3 separate regions of the Mus musculus genome follow, and regions 2 and 3 are each linked to region 1. Evidence: chromatin contacts called from public HiChIP or PLAC-seq and promoter capture Hi-C data. All regions are on one chromosome and are shown on one strand. The core of a region is the stretch at or near the end of the contact, and the rest is flanking DNA. Distances in the headings are between cores, read along the strand shown. Region 1 holds the start of Crybg2 (crystallin beta-gamma domain containing 2). Region 2 holds the start of Cnksr1 (connector enhancer of kinase suppressor of Ras 1). Region 3 has its middle 17 kb from the start of Rps6ka1.

What was found. HiChIP or PLAC-seq counts read pairs in DNA pulled down with a chosen protein or histone mark. Capture Hi-C pulls out chosen DNA fragments and counts their contacts.
Region 2: a contact with region 1 is called in a promoter capture Hi-C map of liver. The contact joins the promoter of Cnksr1 here to the promoter of Crybg2 in region 1. A contact is called at or near these places in 10 of 39 promoter capture datasets (the 3T3-L1 cell line, the C10 cell line, cranial neural crest and 6 more), 4 of 484 Hi-C or Micro-C datasets (bone marrow-derived macrophages, embryonic stem cells, epidermal suprabasal cells and 1 more), 2 of 115 datasets of contacts at active chromatin or transcription factors (bone marrow-derived macrophages and pancreatic cancer cells) and 5 of 9 other capture datasets (adipose tissue, embryonic stem cells, liver and 2 more).
Region 3: an HNF4G HiChIP or PLAC-seq map of pancreatic cancer cells shows a contact between it and region 1. The contact joins the enhancer-like site here to the promoter of Crybg2 in region 1. A contact is called at or near these places in 1 of 484 Hi-C or Micro-C datasets (embryonic stem cells), 5 of 115 datasets of contacts at active chromatin or transcription factors (embryonic stem cells, pancreatic cancer cells and trophoblast stem cells) and 3 of 9 other capture datasets (adipose tissue, liver and pancreatic islet).

What each region holds. Positions count from the first base shown.
Region 1 is chr4:134,066,490-134,070,020 of GRCm38.p6, forward strand. It overlaps Crybg2 (crystallin beta-gamma domain containing 2), which reads left to right and starts at 1,963. Exons shown (of 20, transcript NM_001162970.1): 1 at 1,963-2,047.
Region 2 is chr4:134,236,785-134,240,315 of GRCm38.p6, forward strand. It overlaps Cnksr1 (connector enhancer of kinase suppressor of Ras 1), which reads right to left and starts at 1,615. Exons shown (of 21, transcript NM_001081047.1): 1 at 1,473-1,615. The coding sequence starts at 1,524.
Region 3 is chr4:133,902,622-133,906,152 of GRCm38.p6, forward strand. No RefSeq gene overlaps it. Among named protein-coding and RNA genes, the nearest start is that of Rps6ka1, 17 kb to the left of the region's middle. Within about 2 kb of position 1,885, at least 34 of the 459 cell types and tissues checked have an H3K27ac peak or open chromatin away from gene starts, as enhancers often do. A contact at or near this core is called in pancreatic cancer cells, where this site is marked.

The DNA.
Region 1 (3,531 bases), core at 713-3,212:
CTTGCTTTGCTGAATGGGTATGGTAGTCAGAGATGAGGAAGAAGGGGGTGGCTACTGGAACATGCTTTGAACTCCATTGAGCTGGGCTGGCAAAATAACAGGGATGCTTATTAAGTACACGCCATTGGCAATGGTAATTATCCCACCAGGCTCTGCGGGCAGCCACGAAAAGAGGCGCCGAGACTCCCAAGCTTAGAAGAGTTTTATTTGTGTTGAAGTGAGTCCCCTAAAGCATCTTGGTAGGCTCGGAGCGGGGAGGCATGGCTTCTTCATAACTCAGTAAGGAGGAATGAAATTGAGGCCTCTCTAGGCGAGTCCTAGGCCACCAGAGGGGCCTCTGAGAAGCTGCTGCTGATGGCAGAGGCGCCAGTCATCTGTGCTTTGTTTTTCAAGTGTAAGTGTAGTCTTCTTTAATCCACAGACTAGGAGCTAACCTTCCCATCAACCCCAGCTAACGAGAGCAGGAGACTGAGGCTCCGCAAGAGTAAGTCACTTGCCCAAAGCCAACCAGCCAGTCAGAATTCAAACCCAGGTCTGTCTACACCCTAGCCACCTCCCCAAACCCCCTAAGGCTGCACACCTTGCAAAGAGGTCTCTTTGGCCCTGTGCAGAGCACAGGGTAACTTGTGGTTGCTGTGTGGAACATACTATGGATCTAAAAGCACCCTTAACAAAGCCAAAGCAAGGAGGTCCAGGTAGGGGTTGGTGTGCCAGTTCTGTGCCTAGGGAGGAGGACACGGGTGATCCAAACTGGCCCTGAGAGCTGCCAGGGTACCCCAGCATAGGAAGGCAGTCTGTACAAGGACGAGGGGGTGGAAAGTGAGCTGGTTTTAGAAGCAGATGGGAAACAGGCAGGAGGGTGAGGTGGGGGACATGGGGTTCTGGTTGATTGGGGTCTAGGTGAATACAGCCTGGAGTTGGAATGTAGGAGGTCCCTAGAGAGGAAGGAGGTGACTCTCAGGGACACTGTCCTTCTGGACCCACTCTCTGCTGGAGGGTTCTTTAAGCAGGTTTGACTAATGTGGGGAAAAGGGCAGAGTACAGCCGGGTAGCACGCGGGAATGTGTGAGCTCTGCGTGCACCAAGTACAGGTTCCTATTCAAGGGCAGATGGATTGCAAAGCAGAGAGAGCTTGTTTGTTGGCTGTGAGCTGAATGGGTGTGTTCCGGAGATACGTGCATACATGTGCTGTGGTGCCTGTGTGTTCTGTAGTGGAGCGTGTGGCTTGCACGCCTACAGAGCCCCTGTGTGTTTGTGTCTCTTGGTGTGTGACCATGTGTGTGTGTTGCTGTGTGTTCCTGGCTGCGTTTGTCTAGGCGGGTATCTCTGTATTTCTGTGCTGTGTGATGTGGTGGGTCTTCGACTCTGTGAATGCCTGTCTGATGCGCCATGTGTTTGGCAGCATGTGGGCCTGTGGACTGGTTTGGCCTAGTTTGGGGGTGACTCACAGGTAAGCGGGGAGAATCCCAGGACTTGTTGGGTTAGCTGAGATTTTTTTCCCACGCTCCCCCCACACCCCCCTCAGCCTCTCCCTTCCCATACCCACACACCTTGCTTAGAGGTCACAGGTCACCTTGCTAGCAAATCCACTTGTAGACGTGGAGAAGAGAGGGCTCTTGGAACAGGCCCTTGTGTTTGCAGGGGTGGTAGCTAGGTTACTGGGGTGTGTCTCCAGACAAAGGCAAAAGTGGGGAGCTATAGGCAGGCACATTCCAACACACATGAAAAACATCTTAGCCATCTTGACTGTCTAGGGATGGGACATGTGAACTGTCAGGAGGTGACCTCCCTGTCCCTAGAAGTATTCAAGCAGAAGCTATGACCACATGCTTAAGGAATGAATGGCCATCAGGGGGTGTTGTCCCTGGGTTGGGCTGGGCCTAGAATGGCATGGAGCTGATTGCTGGGACGTCATCAATACAACCCTGTGCGGACTGCCTTCCTTCAGTTTCCCCCAAGCTGTTTCCCTGTGGCCTTGCTGAAGCCCATGGGACCTTCCAAACATCTGACTCCTGGGATATCAGCTTCTTAAGAAAGCTAGCCTTGGGTGAGTCTGGCCAGGACTTGGCACTTGGCCCCAAATAATTAGCACTGAATGAATGAATGAGTGAACAAATCGGTTAGAGCTCAAGCTTTGTCGCTTGCCGCCAATGACGAGCGATCTGGGGGGATGAAGACAGGGGACTCTGTGAGGAGGAGGCTACTTATGTGGTGCTGAGTAAGGGACAAAGTGGGGGATCCCAGGGGAGAGAACACAGCTTCAGTGAGGGTGGCAGGGTCGGGCTGTTGTAAGGAGCTGAGTTTGAGCCTAGGGTGTCCATGTGTGTCTGCTCTCAACTGACCCTGGCTAAGGAAGTCTTGGGGGTCATCCAGGACTCCCCATCCTTATTCACAGGCTGTCAGAGGCCCCACAAACTCTATCCCAGACACTGGTAACAACCAGCAGTGGTCCTGGAGTTGAGTCAGACATCTGTGGGCCTCAGGCCCTTTCATCTATGCCCCCTTATAAAACCTGAGTCACTGCTGGGCCACAGGGCAGGTCAAAGTTCTGTTTCTTCCAGTTTCTTAGGAAGGAGGGAGGTAGGGAGTGGGGAGAGAATTAGGGCAGTGGGCCTATGTCTCACTCTGGGTATAGCTGTTGGGGGCTAGGTGAGCAGGGTCTTTGGGGTCCCTAGGTCTGAAAACAGCCTTGCTATGTCATACTTGGAGATATAAGCAAGGATTGCTCCTTAAGGTCTGAAGTGAACCCCAGGGCTGAGAGGTCCCCCAGTTGGTAGAGGGTTTGCCTAGCACCTCTGAAGCCCTAGGTTACATTCCAGAGCTGGGAAAAGGAAGGGTTGGGCATGCCTATCATCTGACCATTCAGAGGAAGTAGAGGCTAGAGAATCAGAGTTCAAGGTCACGGCTAGGGAGTGGACAAAGGTTGTCTGCAGTCAAACCTGACTACTCAGTCTTCTCAACCCACATGGTGGAAGGGGACAACCCACAAGCTGTCCTCACGTGCATCGTGGGACACACACACACACACACGAGTATCCACATACATGTGCACACACATGCACACATGCAGGAATGTGCACACACATACAGGCACACACACTCACCAAATGTAACTTAAGAAAAAAAAACAAGTTCAAGACCCTCTTTGGGAACAGAGAGTTCAAAGCCGCACTGGTCCACATGAGGCCCTGTCTCAAACAAATGAGCAAACCCTGGGGGGAACCCCAGTCAGCCATGCTAGTATATGCATATAATCCCAGCCCTCTGCTTGGGAAGGTGAGAACGAAGACTTGTTTTGAGTTGGAGCCCACAGTGGGCTACATAAATGCTATCAGGCCAGCCAGAGTTACATAGCAAAATGCTATCTCAGAACATCAAAAAGAGGGGCAGGCGTGGTGGTGCAAGCCTTTAATCTCAGTACTTGGGAGGCAGATTCAGGTAGAGATCTCTTGTGAGTTCGAAGTCAGCCTGGTCTACATAGTGAGCTCCAGGACAGCCAGGACTACAAAATGAGACTCTCCCTGAAAGTAT
Region 2 (3,531 bases), core at 365-2,864, 170 kb after region 1:
TGGGACTGCTAGAAGTGCCTGCTTCTACCCATGTATTTTAGGTGATTGCTGGGCCACTCAGTCCAGAGTCAGGCAGCAAGCAGCAGCCATCACATTGCTGCCAGGCTGTCTACCATGACCTTACTTTGTGGGAGGCAATGTTTTGAGAACTTTACCCATAGTCGGGTATGGCGGTGGCGAATGCCTTTAATCCCAGCACTTGGAAAGAAGAGACAGGAGGATCCCCGAGTTCACAACCAGGGCTATACACAGAAACCCTGTCTCAACAAAACAAAACAAAACAAAACAAAACAAAACAAAACAAAACAAAACAAAACAAAACAAAACAAAACAAAACAACCACTTTACCCATCTGGCACCTTTGCTCTTCCCATTTCTAGAGGGTGGAGACCACCCATCATCGTCCCTGATACACTAATGCATACAGATGTAGCAGCTTGCTCATGCTTTGATGGAAAGCCTCCCATTTCAGGCCCAACTGCCATGGGGAATGTGTAGCCATTAGGTTCTCCTCCACCATTTCTCCTGTGCCATTACAAGGGCTGGATTGGGAATTCAGGACCCAGGGTTACTCGGACAATTTCATTCCCACGTTGAATGTGCTGGCCTGCCATCCTCCCTCCCAGAGGTCACAAACATTTGAGCAACGGAAGCTAGTCACACCACCATGGTCTCATTTTGACCGATTCATGAATAGAGAGGCCTGTGGTCACCTTCCTGGTGAGCGGTAGTAGCCACCAGTGTGGGGGAGTCAGCCTGTTGCTCTCCTGTCTGCTCACACAGAAATGCCTGAGCAGGCTCCAGCTACCCGCCCCCCCCCCACGCCCCTCTGAGAGCCTCCACACCCCGTCCTGCAGCCACACGCCCTCATTTTTCCTGAGTCTGACTGTGTTTGTGACTCTTGGTCACCTGGGGAGTGATCTTCACTCCTGAGGGTGGAGCTGTGTCACCCCTTCAGTATGACTAGGGTTTCTGTTTCTCTTACTGCCAACCTAAGGCTGAGAAAATGACACCCAGGGCCGGCCCTGTTCCAAGACTGAACAAATCACTTCCTGGCTCTGTGTATGTTTCTACTTCTGAAAAATGGGCTTAATAATAGCTCACAGGGCCCTGGGGCACTGAGAAGATGACGGAGATAAAGGGGGTGTGGGCCACTAGAGCCTCCCTGTTTTGCGTACTTATCACCGCACCTGTCTGCCGCCACCCTGGCGGGCGCTAGAACACCCCTAAAGTCTGGGAAAGACCCCTTCCTGCATCTTGGGCCCTCCAGTGTCGCCTGGCCTATCTCTGCCCTCACTGTTCCTGTATTGGGGACGCTGGTCGGCTGGTACAGGGTAGACGCTCTATAAATACCTGTTGACTCATAGACTCCGCAGGTTCTTTCTCCTTTTCCCTCCCTACTTTCTGGTCCAAGGGACACCGCACTAATCCCCTTGAGCCCACTTCGCCCCTGCCTCTCCCGATTCACCAACCTCTCAGCCAAGCTGCCACCTTCCCGGGGGTCCAGGCCTCCACGGGCTCCATCCTGAGCTCTGCCCGTAGCGTCCAGCCCCTGCAGGAATTTCCGCTCCCAGTCCGAGCCCGAGCCCGGAGGCCGCGGGGCTGGGCCAGAGCAGGCAGGGCGGGGCCGCTGCATACCTGGGCCCACGTGGCCAACCAGGTAAGGCAGTGCCACTGCCATTGGTCCACCGCCTGTCTTCCTCCTGCCCTGCCCCTCTGGCATCCTAGGGCTTTGGCAACTAGGCAGTTGGACTCCTGGGCTGGCGCCAAGGGGTGTGTGACTCAGGCAGTCCGGAACTGGCATGGGATTCAACTCAAAACTGGCCTCACCAAGGAGGGAGGATCCCTATAAGTTTGACGTTAGCCGAATCTACATAGTGAGTTCCAGGCTAGCCAGAGCTGTGCATCGAGACTTTGTCTCAAATATCCACAAAACAAAAAACAAACTGGGCTCATATCCCAGCCGAGAGGACCCTGACCTCTCAGCACCCCACCCCCACCCCCAAAAAGAGTACTTGGTGAATGGTTGGCGCAGAAGCAAAGCGCAGGACTAGCCACTATCTACCCATCCCCGGGTCCCCGTGGTATCTATCTCATTATCGCCATCTGGAGTTGTTGCACAGACAGCTGACCTACTTTCAGTGCTCATTTCAGGGCATAACAGTCCTTGCTTCACGGGACATTTGCGAGCATCTGAACAAATGGTGGCTATAAGTGGCATCATCTCAGGATTCTGAAGGCTGAGGCAGGTGGATGGCTCACCTGGACTACAGAGCAAGCCCATTCCAAAACAAAACGAAACAGCAGAAACTGAGTAAATAAAAGCTGCACCGTGGACTCTGCCCCCTTTGACAACCTGTTGAGATTTAGAGGCCCTTTCTCAAAGTAAGACTTTAATCAATTCAGTTATTACTTATTTTAGGGCACAAAGGGCTTTTATTGGTTACCATAGTAAGTGAAGAGGAAGCACCCCAGCCATTCCCAAGACATTTGCAGATGTCAGCTGCCTCCTGAAAGCGCTTTTATTCTTTTTTTTTTGTTGTTTTTTTTTTTTTGTTTTTTTTTAAAGATTTATTTATTTATTATAAGTACACTGTAGCTGTCTTCAGACACTCCAGAAGAGGGCGCCAGATCTCATTACTGATGGTTGTGAGCCACCATGTGGTTGCTGGGATTTGAACTCTGGACCTTCGGAAGAGCAGTCGGGTGCTCTTACCCACTGAGCCATCTCACCAGCCCAGCTTTTATTCTTGCTACAATTTTTGAGTTGCTTTTCATTCTTGCTATGTTGCTCAGACTGCTCTACAACTCAGGGGTTCCAGTGATTTTCCTACTTTTGTTCCCCCCCCAAAAAAAATAGAGACCACAGTTTGCATCACAGAACCAGTTAGAATGATGCCTTTGTTTGTTTGTTTGTTTTTGTTTTGTTTTGGAGACAGGGTTTCTCTGTGTAGCCCTGGCTGTCCTGGAACTCACTTTGTAGAACAGGCTGGCTTCAAACCTGCCTCTGCCTCCCGAGTGCTGGGATTAAAGGCGTGGACCACCACGCCCGGCTTAGAATGATGCTCTTAAAAGCCCAAGCAACTGGGGCTGGGGAGATGGCCAACAGTTAAGAACAGGCAGAAAGAGAACCGGGTTCAATTCCTAGGACTCACATGTTGACTCACAACTGTCTGTAGCTCCAGTTCCAGGGGATCTGATGTCCTCTTCTGCCCACCTCATAAACTGCATGAACATGGCACAACACAGGCAAACACCCATACTCCCAAATCCTTTATTTAAAAAAAAAAAAAAAAAAAAGCAAAAAAGCACAGGGGCTGGAGAGATGGCTCAGCGGTTAAGAGCACTGACTGCTCTTCTGGGTCCTAAGTTTAAATCCCAGAACCCACATGGTGGCTCACAACCATCTGTAATGGGATCCGATGCCCTCTTCTGGTGTGTCTGAAGACAGCTACAGTATACTCATATATAATAAATAAATAAATAAATAAATAAATAAATAAATAAATAAATAAATAAATAAATCTATCT
Region 3 (3,531 bases), core at 635-3,134, 160 kb before region 1:
TTGTATTCTTTTAATTATGTATGTGTGTGTGAGAGTATGGGTTTGTTCACTGATGCAGTAGCTACAGAGGCCAGAAGAGGGCATCAGATCCCCTACAGCTGAAGTTAAAGACACTTGTGAGCTGGCTTACAGGGCTGCTGGGGCCCAGATCTGGTCCTGTTGAAGCTGCTCTTACCCACTGAGCCATTTCTCCAGCCTCCGGCCTGAACTTTAAAGCTAACACAGGAAGTTCACCTACTTTAGATCCCAGAGCTATTTTTGGAGGAGAAGGCTAGAGAATGAACTTGGTCCCTGTCTTAGCTTGTTAGTTAGTTCCCCCCTCCCCCCGCCTCTTCCCCCCCCCATTCCCTTTCGCTCCAACCCTGCCCGTGCTCACTCCGCCCCCTATGTTTCTCATTTAAGGATGGTTGTGAGCCACCATGTGGTTGCTGGGATTTGAACTCATGATCTCTGGAAGAACAGTCAGTGCTCTTAACCCCTGAGCCAGCTCACCAGCCCTCTTGTTAGTTTTTCTTTTTGTTGTTTTGAGAAAGGAGAGGGGAGTCTCACTCTGTAGACTTGGCTAGCCTGAAACTTGCTCTGTAGACTCTGCTGCCCTTGAACTTAAGAGATCTGCCTGCCTCTGTCCCCTTGAGTGCCAGGATTAAAGCCCTGTGTCATAACACCTGGCCCCAGACGCATACTTTGTTCTTGCTTTGGCTACAGGTGTTGTTAACTAGTATTTACTAGTTTTTAAATTAAAGCTTTCTAGCCTCTCTCAGAAGTCGGCCACCCGGGTCCTTGTCCTGCCTAGTCCCCTCCCTTAGATGACTGTGTCACAGGTGCTCCATGCCGTCCCTGACCTCCTCACTCACTCATGCTCTGGTGGGTGTCTAGCTTCGTGCTTTCACGTAGGCCATCTTACAAACGGAAGACTCTTAAATCCCAGAGAGGAAGAAGCTTACAATGTACACAGTGGGTTTGTGACAAAGCTGGCACCAAGCCAGGCTTCCCATGGCCCCTCGGTGACATAGACAATTGCCAGTGCCCTCAGATGTGAAGGGAACTCAAAAAGGGACTTTCCCAGCTCAGAACAAGCTAACTTTGTTTCCTGAACATATCCAATGGCAGTACCATGGTGGGGACCTCCTCACCCACTGGCCATACCACCCCCTCCCCACCCCGACACCTCTGCCCTCCACTTGGGCATGGTGCAGAGCTGTAGGGTGACCTTCCCAGAACCTCACGGGAAGTTCAGGGTGAATCTGTCTAACTTCTGCCCCAGCTCTTGACCGAAGACCAGAGGAATCTACCCCCAGCTCACCACCTGCGTTAGCCCCATTTCTTGGAACCCATGAACCTGCCCGTGAGCTGCCCCCAAATAAACCTGCCTTTTTACTCTCTATTTGGCTTGAATTAGCTTATCTCGTTGGTGGAGAAAAACCTATTAACTGTCTCAAAGCAAAAACAAACAAACAAACAAACAAACAAACAAAAATGGCCACGAAGAAGGAAGCATTTCCTGTCTTGTATAAACTGTATTTCATGAGAATAAAATACTTAGGACAAGTTCATTTTTATGGAAGAATTATCCAGGTAATGAGTGCAACGTGAGTAAGAAAAATCACCATTTGGCAATGCCTAACAACATAATGACTCATTAGTGGACGGCAAAGCCAATAGGGGAAAGGCCGACGGAGACTTCTATAAGGAAGAGATCAATAAGGCCTCAGATTAGTCAGCTAATAGAATATGTCAGCTAAAACATTACGCACTTCAGATTTGCTGTAATATTGGGTGTACCGAGCTGGAGATTCAGTTCAGATGTCACAGTGCTGCTTAGCACGCAGGAGGCCCTGGCTTCTATCCCTGGTACTGAATCAAATGGGAATGGTGGTGTTCACCTACAACCCCAGCCCTCAGCAGGTGGAGGCGAGAGGATCGGAATACAAGGTCATCCTCTCCTCTAAGGGGAGTCTGAGGCCAGGCTAGAATCCATCCAGCCTGTCTGGAAAACAAATGACAAACAGCACTTGAAGTGCAGATGACGGTGGCCGATGAAGTACTGTTGCCAAACACATTAAACCCCTCTAACCAAGTCTCTGGAAATGACTTTTCGTTTACTGGAAATCTAAGGCACAAGAGCAAGTTTAACTACACTTCTAGGAAACAACAAATTTTCTACAGTATGGCAACTCTGATGGGACAAATCCTCGGTGTTTCCACAAGTAAAGAGCACTGGGAACAAATAAAAAGTGAGATGGCTCAGCTGGTAGAGCAAGCTCGGGGAGCTGAGTTAGATTGATTGTTGGAGCTCTCGTGTAAAAGTGGGTGGGGAGGGCTGGGGAGAGGGCTCAGTGGTTAAGAGCACTTGGCTATGTGAGACCCTGAAATATTGCTAGCACTAATGATACTTTTTAAAATAAAAGAGGAGACAAGTAGGAGGTTGGGAAAATCTTTTGATTTTTCTTTTTGCAGACCTGTAGAGATTTTAGTCCCAAAAGGGGAAAAAATTTTGCAAAAATGTTCATACTTATTGAAGGTGAGAGGCAAATGATTAAGTTTTCTTTAATGTGATGGGATGTTGACATTTTTCTCTCCCAGCACGGGGTACTGAGCTGAGGGCCTCAAGCACTCTAGATTAGTTACATCTTATTCCCATGGCCGAGGAACTAGCAAAAAGCAATTTAATGGCGAGCGAGCGTCTGCTGGCTCATGGTTCACAAGATGCTGATTGAAGGGTACAGCCAGCCGGAAGAGCTCTGGGCAGCTAGCTGGTTGCACAGTGTCTGCAGTGAGGAAGTGGTGGACAGAGGAGGAAGGAGGGAGGAAGGAGGAGAGGGACGTGGGGGTAGAGATGTGGGGGGTTTCTGGTGGTGGGGGGAGTGGTGTGGGGAGGTGGGGTTTGTGGGTGGAATGGGTAGGGGATGGGGTGGGGGAATAGGTGGCATAGCAAGTGACAATGGGGGTGACATAGGTGGGGGGATGGGGAGTGGTGGGGAGAGATGATGCTGGTAGCATTTTATCTTCTCTTTTCCTTTGTGTCACTACATCAAAGAGGGTCTTCCCTCCTAAGTGAAAGGTCTCTGGAAATGCCCGCATAAACACACCCATGGGTGGGTCTCCTAGGAGATTCTAAAGCCAGTCAAATTGACAGTGAAGACCTGTGACAGCAGAGGAGCACACTGCCCTCTGAGCTGGACAGCCTCTTCTTAGTTTAAGACAGGGTTCTACTGAGATGCCAAGGCTGACCTCCGAACTCATTCTGTGCCCAGGCTGGACTTGGGTTTGCAACCCTCTTGTCTCAACACCTGAGGTGCTGGGATTACAGGCTGAGGACACCAGACATTTTCTACAGGAAAAAAGGTTTTTAAAACTAAATGTAGGCCGGGCAGTGGTGGCGCACACCTTTAATCCCACCACTTGGGAGGCAGAGGCAGGCGGATTTCTGAGTTCGAGGCCAGCCTGGTCTACAGAGTGAGTTCCAGGACAGCCAGGGAAACCCTGTCTCAAAAAACCAAAACCAACCAACTAACCAACCAACCAACCAAC